Regions from separate parts of the Macaca mulatta genome. Here region 2 is linked to region 1. The links are chromatin contacts, called in public Hi-C maps. All regions are on one chromosome and are shown on one strand. The core of a region is the stretch at or near the end of the contact, and the rest is flanking DNA. Distances in the headings are between cores, read along the strand shown. Region 1 overlaps ME3 (malic enzyme 3). Region 2 has its middle 15 kb from the start of PRSS23.

Region 1 (6,606 bases), core at 2,940-5,439:
TCCATGCTCAATAGCAAATATTAATAAATACTATTGCAACGAAGGAGATTCAGGCCTATGGAGGATTCAGATCCTTCAGAAATGAAGGTTTGGGTCACTCTACTGGGTAAAGAATCCTGGCCACCTGAGGTCCTGTCTGAGGACAAGAAAACATGGAACGGAAGGTTGAAGAAAAAATTTACAAAAGTCACCTTTGACATCATGACTGGTTACAGAAACAAGGAATATAGCAGCCATGCATATTTTTCTTCCTTGATCATAATGTGACTATAATGGTATACATGAGCTAATTTCTTCTCCCTTCTCCTCCCTATTATTTTATGTAAGTTCTGTTGGAGGTTAATTCCACATGTTAGTCTTTAGATAACAGAGTTTTCAAATGTGACTGAATTTTATGAGCTATTAATTCTGCTTAGAGGTGGATAGCACGACTATCTTCCAGAGCTGACTAAAATGTCTGTTGGGACATTGTCTATCCCCATGTCGGAGAGAAGGTGAGAATGTCTTCATTTGTTGGAAAACTAGTTAAATGTTGTGAGGCATTTTGTTAGAAGTTTTTTTTTTTTTTTTTTTTTTAAATTTTAGACAGAATCTCACTCTGTCACCCAGGCTGAAGTGCAATGGCATGATCTTAGCTCACTGCAACCTCTGCCTCCTGGATTCAAGCAATTCTCCTGCCTCAGCCTTCCAAGTAGCTGGGATTACAGGCAGCCACCAAAAAGCCAAGCTAATTTTTTGTATTTTTAGTAGAGACAGGGTTTTGGCATATTGGCCAGGCTGGTCTCAAACTCCTGACCTAAGGTGATCTGCCAGCCTTGACCTCCCAAAGTGCTGGGATTACAGGCGTCAGCCACCACACCTGGCCAGAGTTGTTTTTGTTGTGTGGAAGTACATACGTGCCAGACAGTGTATGTGGATGCTGAATAGCCAGAAGGGTGGACTGTACCAATTATTGGGTAATTGTTTCTCAGCTTCTTTACACTGCTTTGTCTGCAAACCACTTTTCAGCTTTGCCAACTTGCTCTATGCTGGGCTCTGCCAATAGTAGGTGCTAGAGGGAGAAAAGGGCTAGGTGAGGGGGATAATGTGTTCCCCCCTCCCCCAGCATCATCCGTCTTCTTAGGATTGCAAGGTAAAATGTAGGACACTTTGTAAAATTTGATTTTTAGATAAACAACAAGTTTTTTTTTAGTATAAGTATGTCCTATGCAATATGAGCATAAATACACTAAAAATTATTTGTTTCTATCACCGAAATTTAACTGAGTGTTCTGCATTTGGTTTTGCTAAATCTGCCAGCCCCACAGTCTTAGTTCTTCAACTTCCCAGCAGCAGTTTGTTCTTGAAGCAGAAGTTGAACGCAGTTTGCAGTTTGGCCATCACTGAGAGAACTAGCCTCATAGCTGCCACTAAGTGACACCAATGCCACTAACTGCCACCTCCTCTTTCCTTTGTTCCCTTAGCCTCAGGAGTCGTAGCAGATCCTTAGTGTTTCTTTTTTGGCTTTTGAATTCTTTAATAGACAATTAACATTTTTTAAAATATTAAGTGTTCTCTGTTAAAGCAAGTGGTATAGACTGATACAGAGAGCTCACAATGAAGTAATCACAATCAGCAACGCTAAGCCCCCACGATGGTGAAACCAAAACAAAACAAAACAAAAGAAAATTAAAGTAGGACTATTTATGGCTTATTACATTTGGATAATTAAAAAAAAGGTTGTCATCTATGACTGGTGAGGGAGGAATGAAAAGTAAAATGTCCCAATATCCTTTGTGTTTTGAAGTGCTACAATCTTTTGTGGAGAACTGTTTCCCCATCTGGAGCAAAGGCATAAAATATATTTGCCCTTTGACCTTATACTTCTACTTTTGAGAATCTATATATGGTAAAATCCAAAATGTATATACTAGGATATTTATGACAGTGTTATTTTTAATACAGAATGGCTGGAAATAACCTACACATCTAACAAAGGAGTAATGATTAAGTAAAGTAGCCAGGGTAGACACAGTAGACTGTTTTATAGCTATTAAAAATGATCATCATGAATATTATGCAGCAACATGGAAAATGCTATGAAGCTAGTCACTAACATCAGATATTGTTCCAAGTACTTTATATGTCTTAACATGAAGACAGTTATTTATTTAATCCTCATTGTTGCCATCTTCACTTTACAGATTGGGAAAATAAGGTATGGTTTGCTGAACTGTACAAGATCATATAAGAGAGCCAGGATGTGAATCCAGGGACTCAAGCTCTAGGACCTGTGTGCTTAAGCACTAACCTATGTTCCATTGAGTTGGCTGGAAGGAAGAGAACATTAAATGGTATGCATGTGATGATTCTAATTGTAATGTATGACACACATAGAATCCAGAAGGAACTTACAAAATACTAATGGTTGCAGGGTGGGGGTATGAGTGAATTTTCTATATTCTCTGTTTCCAGTTTTCTAGGTGGCTTATTTTTTGCTAGCTCTGGGGTGGGCCTTCTCCTAGATTTATACTTGGCTCAGTGGCTGAGATGGGGGTACAGCAAATAGTTGGTGGCCAATAAGTGCACATTCATCATTGTGGACATCAGAAGGTGGGACTCTATGCAGGATCATACTTGTCAGAAGATGGGGTGCAGGCACCCCTGTCTTCACACAGCTGTTACCTAGAGGGAGTGTTGAACTGTTGGCAGTGTCACAGGGACAGGGCTGAGGATACTGGGACTTCCTAACATCCTTCCCATGGTCCCCAAAGTATGCATTGTGCACCTTCTGAGGGCCTAGAAAGTGACAGGCACCATGCCAGGCACTGTGGAAGACGGAGATGAATCAGACATGATCCCTGCCATCAGGGAACTCCCAGTTTATGAAAATTTGGGCACAAAACAGTAGAACACAGTGGGTAGTCTGGGTAGTCAGAGATCACTGGAAATTGTTACATTCATTTATTTTTTGAGCATTAGTTATGAACCAGGCTCAGGTACTGAGGATACCATAGTAACAAAATAGACCAAGCTCATTTCTGTTTGTAAGGAAAGAAATTACTAAATGATTGCAAGTGTGATGGCTATTATAAAACCGTTGTTCATTACATACTTTTTGTTAGTTTATGTACAGAAAAGTAAGTTATCAGTATCAACTTACCTCTGCAGTGCCTCCCCGTGTACTCCATGTACCAGTAGCATTATTCCTTGTTGCCTAAACATACCATGCATGTTTATGCTTATGTACATTTCCCTGCTATTCTCCCTATCTAGAAGACCCTTTTGCAGTTCATTATTCCTTAAGACTCAGCCCAAATGATCAGCAAGACATTCCTTGCTACCCCAGGCATCCTTAACCACTCCTCCTTTTCCCATATCTACTTTTTCATCTAACCTGAATGTAACCTGAATGAAGCTGGGCTGTATCATGGTCAGGCTCAGGACTGTACTGCATTCACAAGAAACACCAAGCTGACATCCAAGAAAGTATCAACAAGCAATTTAAATAAGTATTTAAATCACTTAAAGAGAGGGCGAGGAGAAATGAATTGTATGACCCTCTCCTGAAATCTCCAAATCCCCTTTGTCCTTAATTTTCTCCAAAGTTCATTTATTATGTGGAACTCCCCATTTTCTCTGCCTCCCTGCAAATAACTCCATACTTCTTACTCTCTGCCCATAAAACCCTCTTTCATTTCAGTTCTACGGAGTCAGAATTTGTATTCGAAGAGATCTCCAGATGATGTGTATGCCATTCAAGTTTGAGATGCACTGAACTAGATGGCCTCTCTAGGTGAGGTACTAGTTTCCTGCCATTGGCTAGAGGGAGTTTTCTGCTCTTCCGAGTCTGTTTCAGGACAGCCTTTTGCCTCCCTGAAAGGAGGCGTTGCGCAAAGCATTTGCCACCAGATGGCGCCAAAGGTATTTCATCAGAGATGATCCCCCAGACACTACACTCTGGATGGGTCTTTTTCTTTTTGGATGTCAACTGTCTTCTGGGGTTATTTGCAGGTTGAATAACTGGGCCTACTCACAGAAATTCAGTGCTGGATGGAGATTGGAGATAATGGCATTTAACAGCTGTACAAATGAGGAAACTGACAGAGAAAGGTGGCTTGGCCCTGTCAGTCACCCAAAGCAGGGAGACCTGGGGGTTTCCTTCCTAGGTTTGCTTCCATCCCTTCACCATCTCTGCTGCTCGGACAGCCCTTCCTGACTATAGTTGAAGGCAGCAGGAGAGGTGTTATGGGGTTTCTCTGGGGAAGGACGGAGCAGGGTGTTAGCAGAGGCAGAGGGAAGTGAACTTAGGCAGTAGATGTCAACATTCAGCTGTACCTCTGGAAGGGGAGGGGAACTCAAAACAATGGGAAATCTGATGGGAAACAGTCACACATTACAATAAAAGGATGCAAGGTCAGCTGCCATTTATTGATCACTCTTGCTGTGGCCTTGGCTCTGTGCTGTGTGCTTACCAGCACAGCATTGGCTCAATTAATCTTCCCAACAACTCCATGAAGTAGGGACTACTGTGCTCCTATTTTTTGCCCTTAAAAGTGGAGAGTGAGGCTCAAAGGAAATAGAACTAATCAGGACAGAACTTCTGAATCCTATCACCACCAAGTCTTCAGACCCACTGCCTCCATGTCCACGTACTTGCCTTTCCCCATTACCATCGATGCCTCCCTGCTCCTAGCTAAAGCACCACTTGTCTACTGGATCCCATCATTCTTGCCTACTTTTCCTGTTATTCCCACTCCTATTGCCTGCATATTCAATTTTGCCCTCTCTACTGTATCATTCTCATCAGCATACAAATACACTGTAAAACTTCCATCTTTAAAAAGCCCTCCCTTGGCCCTATGTGTCCCACCCTATTTCTCACTCTCCTTTATAGCCAAACTCTTCTAAAGAGCTGAATATATTAACTACATCTAGTTCCTTCCTCCTTGGTCCCCATGAAACCCAGTCCAATCAAATGACTGACCCACCTCTTGTCAGGGTCCCCAAGTACCTCCAGGTGACCAAATTCAGTAATCAATTCTCAGCCTTCTTCTTTCTTGACCTCTTAGCAGCATTTGGTACTGTTGCCCATTCTTTCCTTTGGGAAACTATTTCTGCACTTGGCTTCTGGAACCCCACACTCATTGGGTACCTCACTGGCTACTTCTCCCTGCTCTCCTCCCTGGCATCCTGCTCTGAGGCCATCCTCTGAGGTAGCAAGCTGTTCTAACTACAGGTTAGAACTCAAGAGGAGAAACAGTGGTTCTTAAGCTCCAAATTACAAAGTTTGGCAAATAAAGTTATCTGCATTTTTGGGGTGCTCTTGGGCTATGCACTAGGGATTTAAAACTGGAGAGGAAGCTACTTAGCTGTTTCAAGGTAAGCACTTTGAGAAGCCCATGGGTCCAGGGATATGCTGGAACATGGCTTGTGCCCATAAATGCCATGGGCAGCTGAAAGTGTGACTGGTTGTTCCTATTCATGATGAAAGAAAAAGTTTTCTTTTCAGAGGGAGCTTTCTATAATTACATTTTCTGCCAACTGAGTACTTGAGGTTGTAGGTTCAGGAAATAGCACAAAAGGACATGCTGAAAATGTAGTTTCTGCTTTTAATAGTCAGATTTGACAACGTTAAAGGAGTTTCCATGCTGAACAACATATTATTGGAGGAAAGAATTTACTCTTTATCAGATAAGGGAAGACTTCTGACCCAGGCAGCAAGAAGGATAGAGTTAGGCTCTGTCAGGGTCTGGCCACGGTGGCTTTGGAGGTCTGGGTTCCTATTGGGACAGAACAACCTCTGCTATGAGGCCACACCTGCTTCCACGATCCATAAGAATTACATTTCTACGGTAGCTACTGCCATTCATTTATTCATTAGTATGTGCTGAGTGTTTGTTCTGGGCCTTCTCTGGACTAGGCTTTGAATAAATAAAGACAAATAAAAGTCTTGTTCTCAAATAAAACTCTCAAGGAGTTGCCAGCACAAGTGTTCCAAAAATTCAGGTTCCCCTTTATTGGACACCAAGCAAAGGCCTTCTAGACTACTTCTCTGCAATTTCTGTGTCATAAGGGAATTTTCTGGAGCTCCTGGACTCTCTAGAGGGCAGTTCCCTGGCCCATGGAGAAGGTAGGGTTAGGCGTATTTTGCCACAATTTGGAAGGAACCCGAAGGAATAATGATCATCTTCTTGACTTCTCTGAAGTTTTGACTGTTGCAGCAGCTAACAGGGGAGGTCTCGGAGGAGCCAGATACACGAGATCCACATGAATTTCAGGACTAGGGACAGCCCTGGAAGTGAAGAACAGCCTCAGAACACAGGACTTAGTGAAAAGGAAGGCTTTGGGAACAGGGGAGAGAAAAGGTTAAAGAGACCAGGAGAAGTTTCACTGCAGGGGGAGAAATCAAGGAAAGGCCTGGAACTGCTACTCAGTGTGTGTAGTGGTGGTGGTGGGTGACAGAGAGGGCAGGTGACCCCCGACAGCTGGAAATAATCCCTGGCATCTTGTAAACAAGACAAATGAACTGCACGAAGTCTTCAGAGATGAGCCATTCCTGCCTGTCTGCCTCTTCCTTATTGTGGCATCTGAAGCCTACGCAAAGTCCCCCACACCTTCCCGCTC
Region 2 (6,606 bases), core at 1,565-4,064, 350 kb after region 1:
CTTTGCCTGGGTTCTGCTGCTATTCATGTTTGCACTTTCTTTGTTCTTGTCATGAACCAGCTCAAGTATACCTTGAAGTTGCCTCTAACCATTGATTTCTATGGATGTTTGATAAGGCAGCCATTTCATTTATTCAGAATGGGATTCTTTTGAGAATGCTATGAATAATGAAGCTGGGGCAGCAGCTGTAAGCCAGGTATGTTTTGGCCAACAAGCATGTTTGGTCACCTAATTATTAACCTTTCAAAGCACTGTATAGAGTGCAGACTGGCAGCCATCCTTGCTAATCTAGGAACAAAGGTGGGGCTGCAACTCCCTGTGTTTCTCCTCTCTGGGCTTCCATTGTGATTCCTGTGATACCTTCTTTGCCTGGCTCGGCATTCTGAGGGCCTCCAATAGGGGAAGGGCATTTAAAAATCCTTTCGATGGGATGGGGTCATCGTATATACATAGACATGGGGCCATTTCTGGAAGATCAACAACACATCTGTTTTTAGTCTGGGGTTCCCCCCGGAGGAGGAAATAAACCAGCTTCCAGAACAAGAGTAAACAGGGGTTGGCTGGGCATGGTGGCTCATGCCTGTAATCCTAGCACTTTGGGAGGCCGAGGAAGGTGGATCACTTGAGGTGAGGAGATCCAGATTAGCCCTGCTAACATGGTGAAACCCCATCTCTACTAAAAATACAAAAATTGGCCGGGCATGGTGGCACATGCCTGTAGTCCCAGCTACTAGGGAAGCTAAGGCAGGAGAATTGCTTGAATCTAGGAGTCGGTGGTTGCAATGAGCCAAAATTATGCCACTGCACTCCAGCCTAGGCAACAGAGTGAGACTCTGTCTCAAAAAAAATTTTTTTTTTAATTTTAAAAAAAGGGTAAACAGGATTAAGAGCTGAGATAGCAGCCTGGTATGGGAAGATGATGGCCTTGGAGTTGGGCAGACTGATTCCATAGTTGCCTAGTTCCTTATGGCAAATAAATCCCAATGCAGTGTGGTTTAAAATTTAAACCCTCCATATGATTTAAAGATCCTCCGTCTTCTGGGTTATAGCTTCTCAGTGGGCTCGGTTGAAGCTGAGGAAGAGAGAAAGGAGACAGGCATCTTTATCTGACTCACTGCGATGAGGTTCTCTCTTCATTGCTTGCTGCTTCTCAGATAACACCAGCTCTTCTACCCTCTTTAGCCCTTACCTGTGGTGATACAACCCTCTGTCTCCTGCTTTTGGGGGCACCTTTATCTACCAGATAGCTCTCTCAAGTACACAGCCAGCAAGATGCTTCAAGCCCAGTCATCTTGTTTCCTATTTGCATAACCCACAAGAAACTCATAGGCTTGCTACACCTGTGTGTTAGTGGCTCATTGAGCATTTGGGAGGGAATATGTTTGAGCCTCAACAAACTGAAGTGCAAGGGCCCCTGGCAGTAGCAAACTCATTCTGTTTAAGAGATAGATGGGGAAGAGTTCAAAAAGCTAGAGTCCAGCCAGCTCATACAGAAATTAAGGATTCTGGTAAGGTCTTTTTAATTCATCTTACTTGCTGGGGGATACAGTCAAAGGACTTTAAGTAGGAGCCCTGGTGGGGCCTCATCAGGACCGACTTATCCATGAAGGGACAGTGGGCACAGTGCCTGGGGCCCACAGCAGTTTTAGGCATCACACAGAAATATTTTAACTTATTTTAAAATCAGAAGAAGAAAGTGAATTTTTAAGCCTAATAAAATGTGCTAATATAATGTTAATATATTTATCTCTGTATTAACAGTCATAAAATATAGTTTTTAATATTTTCAATGGAGGAGGAGACTTATGAAGCCAAAAGTGCTTAGGGCCCACAAAAATCACAGTGCAGCCCTGAAACTCATTTATATTTTACAATATCTCTTTGGATGCTAAATAGAGAATGGATTTTAGGCAGTGGCAAGGGGAAAACTAGTAATCCAGGTAAGAAATGGCAGTGGCTTTGACTATGGAAGTAGAGGATATTGAATAGTGGTCATATCTGGAAGAGTATATATTTGAAAGTAGAGCCATCATGAATAGGTGTGGTAAAGGGGGAATCAAGAATGACTGCTTGGCTTGGGGCCTAAGCATCCAGGCAATTCCAGGTGCCATTTGCTGAGATAAGAAAGACTAAAGGAAGAGAATTAGATTCTGCTGTGGAAATGAAAACCAAGAATTCCTGTGTCAGTAGTGTTAGGTTTCAGTTGTCTAGCGGACACCCAAATGCCAATGTCAAATGAACTATAGGATCTCTGATTGTGAAGCTCAGTAGAAATATCTCAAATGTACTTGTAGATGGTATTTAAACCACAGAGAGATAATATCACCTGGGGAGAGAATGAGGCTTGAGAGGAGAAGAAGGCTGAGGACTGAGTCCCAGTCTACCAACATTTAGTAGAAGAGGAGGAGGGTTCAGTAGAAGAGGAGAAGGAAGAGGAGGAGAAGGAGGAGGAGGCAGTAAGGAAGCTGGTAAGAAGCCACCAATAAGGTTGAGGACAAAGAGGAAAATGTAGCCTCAAAGAAACCAAGAGAAAAAAGTTGGAAGCCAAGTTGAGGAAGGGGAGACAAAGGGTGGGACAAGATCAGATTGCACTTCAGGCTATGTTTAGAAATGTCCCTCTGGCTATGGTGGGAAAGATGGGGTGGAAGGCAGGAGACCAGAGAGGAGTCTGTCTAGTCCTCCAAGCCCCAGCTGTTTTCATGACAAGCAGAACTTTGCCTTGTGTATCTCTGTGCACCCACCATGCAAGCATGGGGCACTGTGCACCAGCTATGCTTATCATGCCTGTGAATGAGGGATTGATTAACTGAATCCTTCAGGGACACTTGTGACAGCTGTGCCCACAAGAAGAGCAAGAACCCAGGCATCAATGGGGTGGTGCAAACATGGGCTCAGGGAGGCCCCCTGCCATCCCCTCCTGCCTGGAATAATGTTTTCTGAGAGGCAGAAAGTGCAGGGTGACTCTTCAGTGTGGTATTTGTCTATGTGTGTATCAAGTGTGTAAAAATACTGAGTGCTCTCTTAGTCTTGATTTATCACTGCCCCTTGTCTTTGGGCTATTAAAAGGACTAAGGCCCTCTCTTCCATAAAGAGCAAGAACAGCTTTGAGAAGTGTCAAGTTCCAATCCAGTGAAGAAAGACTGAAGTGTTTGCCTTGGAGAGAATGAGGAGAGTCTCAGGAAATGAAATAAACAGACAAAGGGGCTAGAATCCGAGCAGCAGCCATGGGAACAGCAGCCGATTCTTGCCATCCAATGAGCTGTCTTCTCAGGATGGCCTTGCCTGGCTATCTTCTCTGAAGTTCAATGCTCCTCAGCCTCTTCTTCGGGCAGTTCTTATTGTCCTTCCCTGTTTTTTTTTGTCCTGCTCTGCACTTATCACTAACTCTGTTATATTTATGTATTTGTCCTCTGCCACTAGAATATAATTTCATGAGGACGGAGGTTTTTGTCTGTTGTGTCCACAATTAGTATAGTGCCTGGCATGTAGGTTCTCAATAAATAATGTTATTCAAATGGATGATTGAATGAATGATCCCAGATGGTTTATATAACCCAGAAAATGATGACTTAGGATTACTTGAGCTTGGATATTCCTTGGGTCCAAACACATCCCAGAATAAAACTCTTGTGGTGTTTTGTATGTATTCTGTTCTATTCTAGCATGTGTTACATTGCTGTTGTTATTTATGTGTCTGTCTCTCCTACTAGACTATGAGCCTTGCAAGAGCAGGGGCTGAGTTCTGTTCTTCTCTGTCTTCCTTTATCTATCCCATGGTCTAGCACAGGAATTATTTGTGAGAAAATGAGTGTCTGTCTGTCTTGACCTGTCATGACAGAGATCCTCTCCCACTTCTCACAGGCAACAAGCTAGAGTTCAGTGCTATCTATCACCTCCTCTCCAGCTCCCCTGCCACTGCCCTGATTTCACCTTGATTTTTCTCCTTTAACTATGACAGCAGATTCCAAATCGGATTCTGAGCCTCCCCGCTCACCCACACCTGCCCAAGACATGTTCTGAAGCAAAGACATGATCAGGCCCCTCCCCTATGTTTCCTATTGACTAGATGCTGGTTACTAGAGAAGTTTAGTTTTCTTAGCCTTGAATCCATGACCCATCCAATATAGTGATCAGATTTATCCCCCATTGCTTTCCAGAGTCACATAACCTGGCATCTAGCCAAGTTGCACCAAACGCATCTGTGTTTTCAACCCTCTCTCATCGTTCAAGCTCTTCTACCCTCTAGCTAGGTTGCCCTTCCTCCATCTCTTCAATTAGTCAATCAGTCAGTTATTCATTCAGCAAATGTCCTCAAGCCCACCTCGGTGCCAGTCACTGTGTTCACACTGGGGCTGCAGAGATGACTGAGATACATCCCTGTGCTCAGGGTTGTTTATGTGTCTTCTCCTTTTGAGGTCACTGTAGTCATGACTCTTGCTGTACCTCCCAGGGTGATGAGGCTCAGTAACTACTGTCTCCACAAAATATCTTGGCCTCAGTACAATGGAATTGCCACTTTGTAAATTGAATAAGTTGAGTGTTTCCCATACATTTTAATAAATCTTTGAGTTACCATCCTGCCTGATTATTACATTTCCTTTCTTGGATTTATTAATACTTGCTCCACATCCAGTTCCCTGATGGAAAATGCCATGTTTGGTAAACTACTATAGCCCCAAGCATGACTAATATCCTCTGTGGATAAGGCATTCTGGGACATAAGGACACTGTTTTTTTAAAGTGACAGGTTTTACTACTCCAGGATGATTTCCAGACCAGCTGAACACAGAGTTGGAATAGAAATGCCACCATTTTGCCTTTCTACTCTCACAGAAAAAAAAAATGTGTTCATAGAGTATAACATAATATCAGGAAGAATTCATTCAATTCCTTCATTATATCTTTACCGATCAGCCTCTTTATGCTTCGTTTTGTTCTTCAAGCTGTTTAGTGTCCCAAATTCTCTTCACTCTATTTGTCTGAGTTCTTGAAAATTGTAAAATCCTATGAAGATTCATCTGCAAAAAAATTTAACTTGAAAATCTAATTATTTATAAGACTCACTTTTGTAAAAGAATAATACATAATGATCATGTTTGAGTCTAAAAATCTGGACATTTATAGTTGTGATCAGATTTATTTACATTCTATATTTTTTCAAATGGCCTATTTTTCCTTGAAAATATAGTTTTTGAGGGGCAAGAAAGCCTTTTTTGTGATTTTTTAAATTACCTTCTAACTGAGCTTCTGTTTCCCTCATGCTTTCTATTTCATGTATAGTATGTTTTGGATCATGTTTTTCTTGACTCTGGAACTTCCTGTAACTTTTTATATGGTGTTTCTTTTAGATACTGCTTTAAAAACTTTTTCTTTTGAAATGTGTCAATCTGTCCAGAGAATTAAGTTAATGGTGTGCCTATTTTTAAACTCTTTAGATAGCTATAGTTGAAAAGACAAAAACAAAGCGAGAAATTATGTGACTACAGATAGAACTTTTCCAAATGGCTGACTGACATTTTTGAGACAAAATTCCATACTTTTATTGAAACACCTATATTTCTGGCTCATGGCTTGTCACTGTATTCTGGACGTAAGACAAAGAGGCTTGTCTAGCGGACCTGAACACCAATTAGAGTTTCTTTTCAAGAGTATCACTATTCAGCTCTCCTGTTTGCCACTGGCCAGTTGACTTTTTATAGCCAGTGAAAATCCATCCAAGAATCCTGCAGTTTCTTCATGAACTTGTTCTTGTAATGAATTTACATTATGTTCAGATCATTCATTTATGAAACCAACAAGCATGTCTTGAGTACCTGTTATGTGCCAGATACTTTTATGAATGATTTACATGTATTAATTCATTCACTTCCCACTACAAACCTATGAAGTAGGCATTGATTTTGTATCTATGACAGAGAGCAGCTAATTGAAACAAGGTAACTTGCCAAAAACACACAGCTAGAAATGGGATCCATATTTTAGTAGTCTGCCTTGGGAGTTCATGCTCTGATTCTACTAATAGCAAGGTGCCATGAGACTACCAAGAATGTAGCAACTAACCATGCCTCCAGATTGGGAGACAGAGCCTCAGGGAAGATAAATACAGAACAAGAGATGTTTGATCCTTGATCAAGATGCTTAATCCTTGATTTAATCCCTGTTAGCAACTGATGAGCACATACTAAATTACCTGCAAAGAAGATATACCAGAAAAAAATATGTGCACATATCTGCAAAGCTGTATTACATACCCAAAAACTTTGTATCATCAGTACAACTGTAAAAAAAATCATGTGTGATTTGATTCATTTACACATGCTAACCAAATAGATTAGCATGTGTAAATGAATCAAATCACACATGATTTTCAGATTTCCTTTATGCTGTGCCACATCATATGTATCATTAATTGAAATCTATTTTGAATGGCCAACATTCAGAAGTTTCTTGAGTGCCTGGGGGGGATCTAAATTTTTAAGACACACTACTGTTGCAACCATTGTTTTTCATTATAACATGATTCTGATCAATTTGTGTTTAATAAGTGTTTCTGACAATTGAGGAAGACTTTTCCTTTCTAAATCAACATGAAACTTGAAAAAATAA

The links. A called contact is a pair of places that touch in the nucleus more often than the background predicts.
Region 2: a Hi-C map of fetal cortical plate shows a contact between it and region 1, with 4 times the contacts expected there. The contact joins two enhancer-like sites. A contact is called at or near these places in 7 of 14 Hi-C or Micro-C datasets (blood, cortical neurons, fetal cortex germinal zone and 4 more).

Annotation. Positions count from the first base shown.
Region 1 is chr14:87,046,027-87,052,632 of T2T-MMU8v2.0, forward strand. All of the region lies in intron 8 of ME3 (malic enzyme 3), which reads right to left. Among named protein-coding and RNA genes, the nearest start is that of CCDC81, 79 kb to the left of the region's middle. Within about 2 kb of position 4,190, at least 6 of the 40 cell types and tissues checked have an H3K27ac peak or open chromatin away from gene starts, as enhancers often do.
Region 2 is chr14:87,394,792-87,401,397 of T2T-MMU8v2.0, forward strand. No RefSeq gene overlaps it. Among named protein-coding and RNA genes, the nearest start is that of PRSS23, 15 kb to the left of the region's middle. Within about 2 kb of position 2,815, at least 2 of the 40 cell types and tissues checked have an H3K27ac peak or open chromatin away from gene starts, as enhancers often do.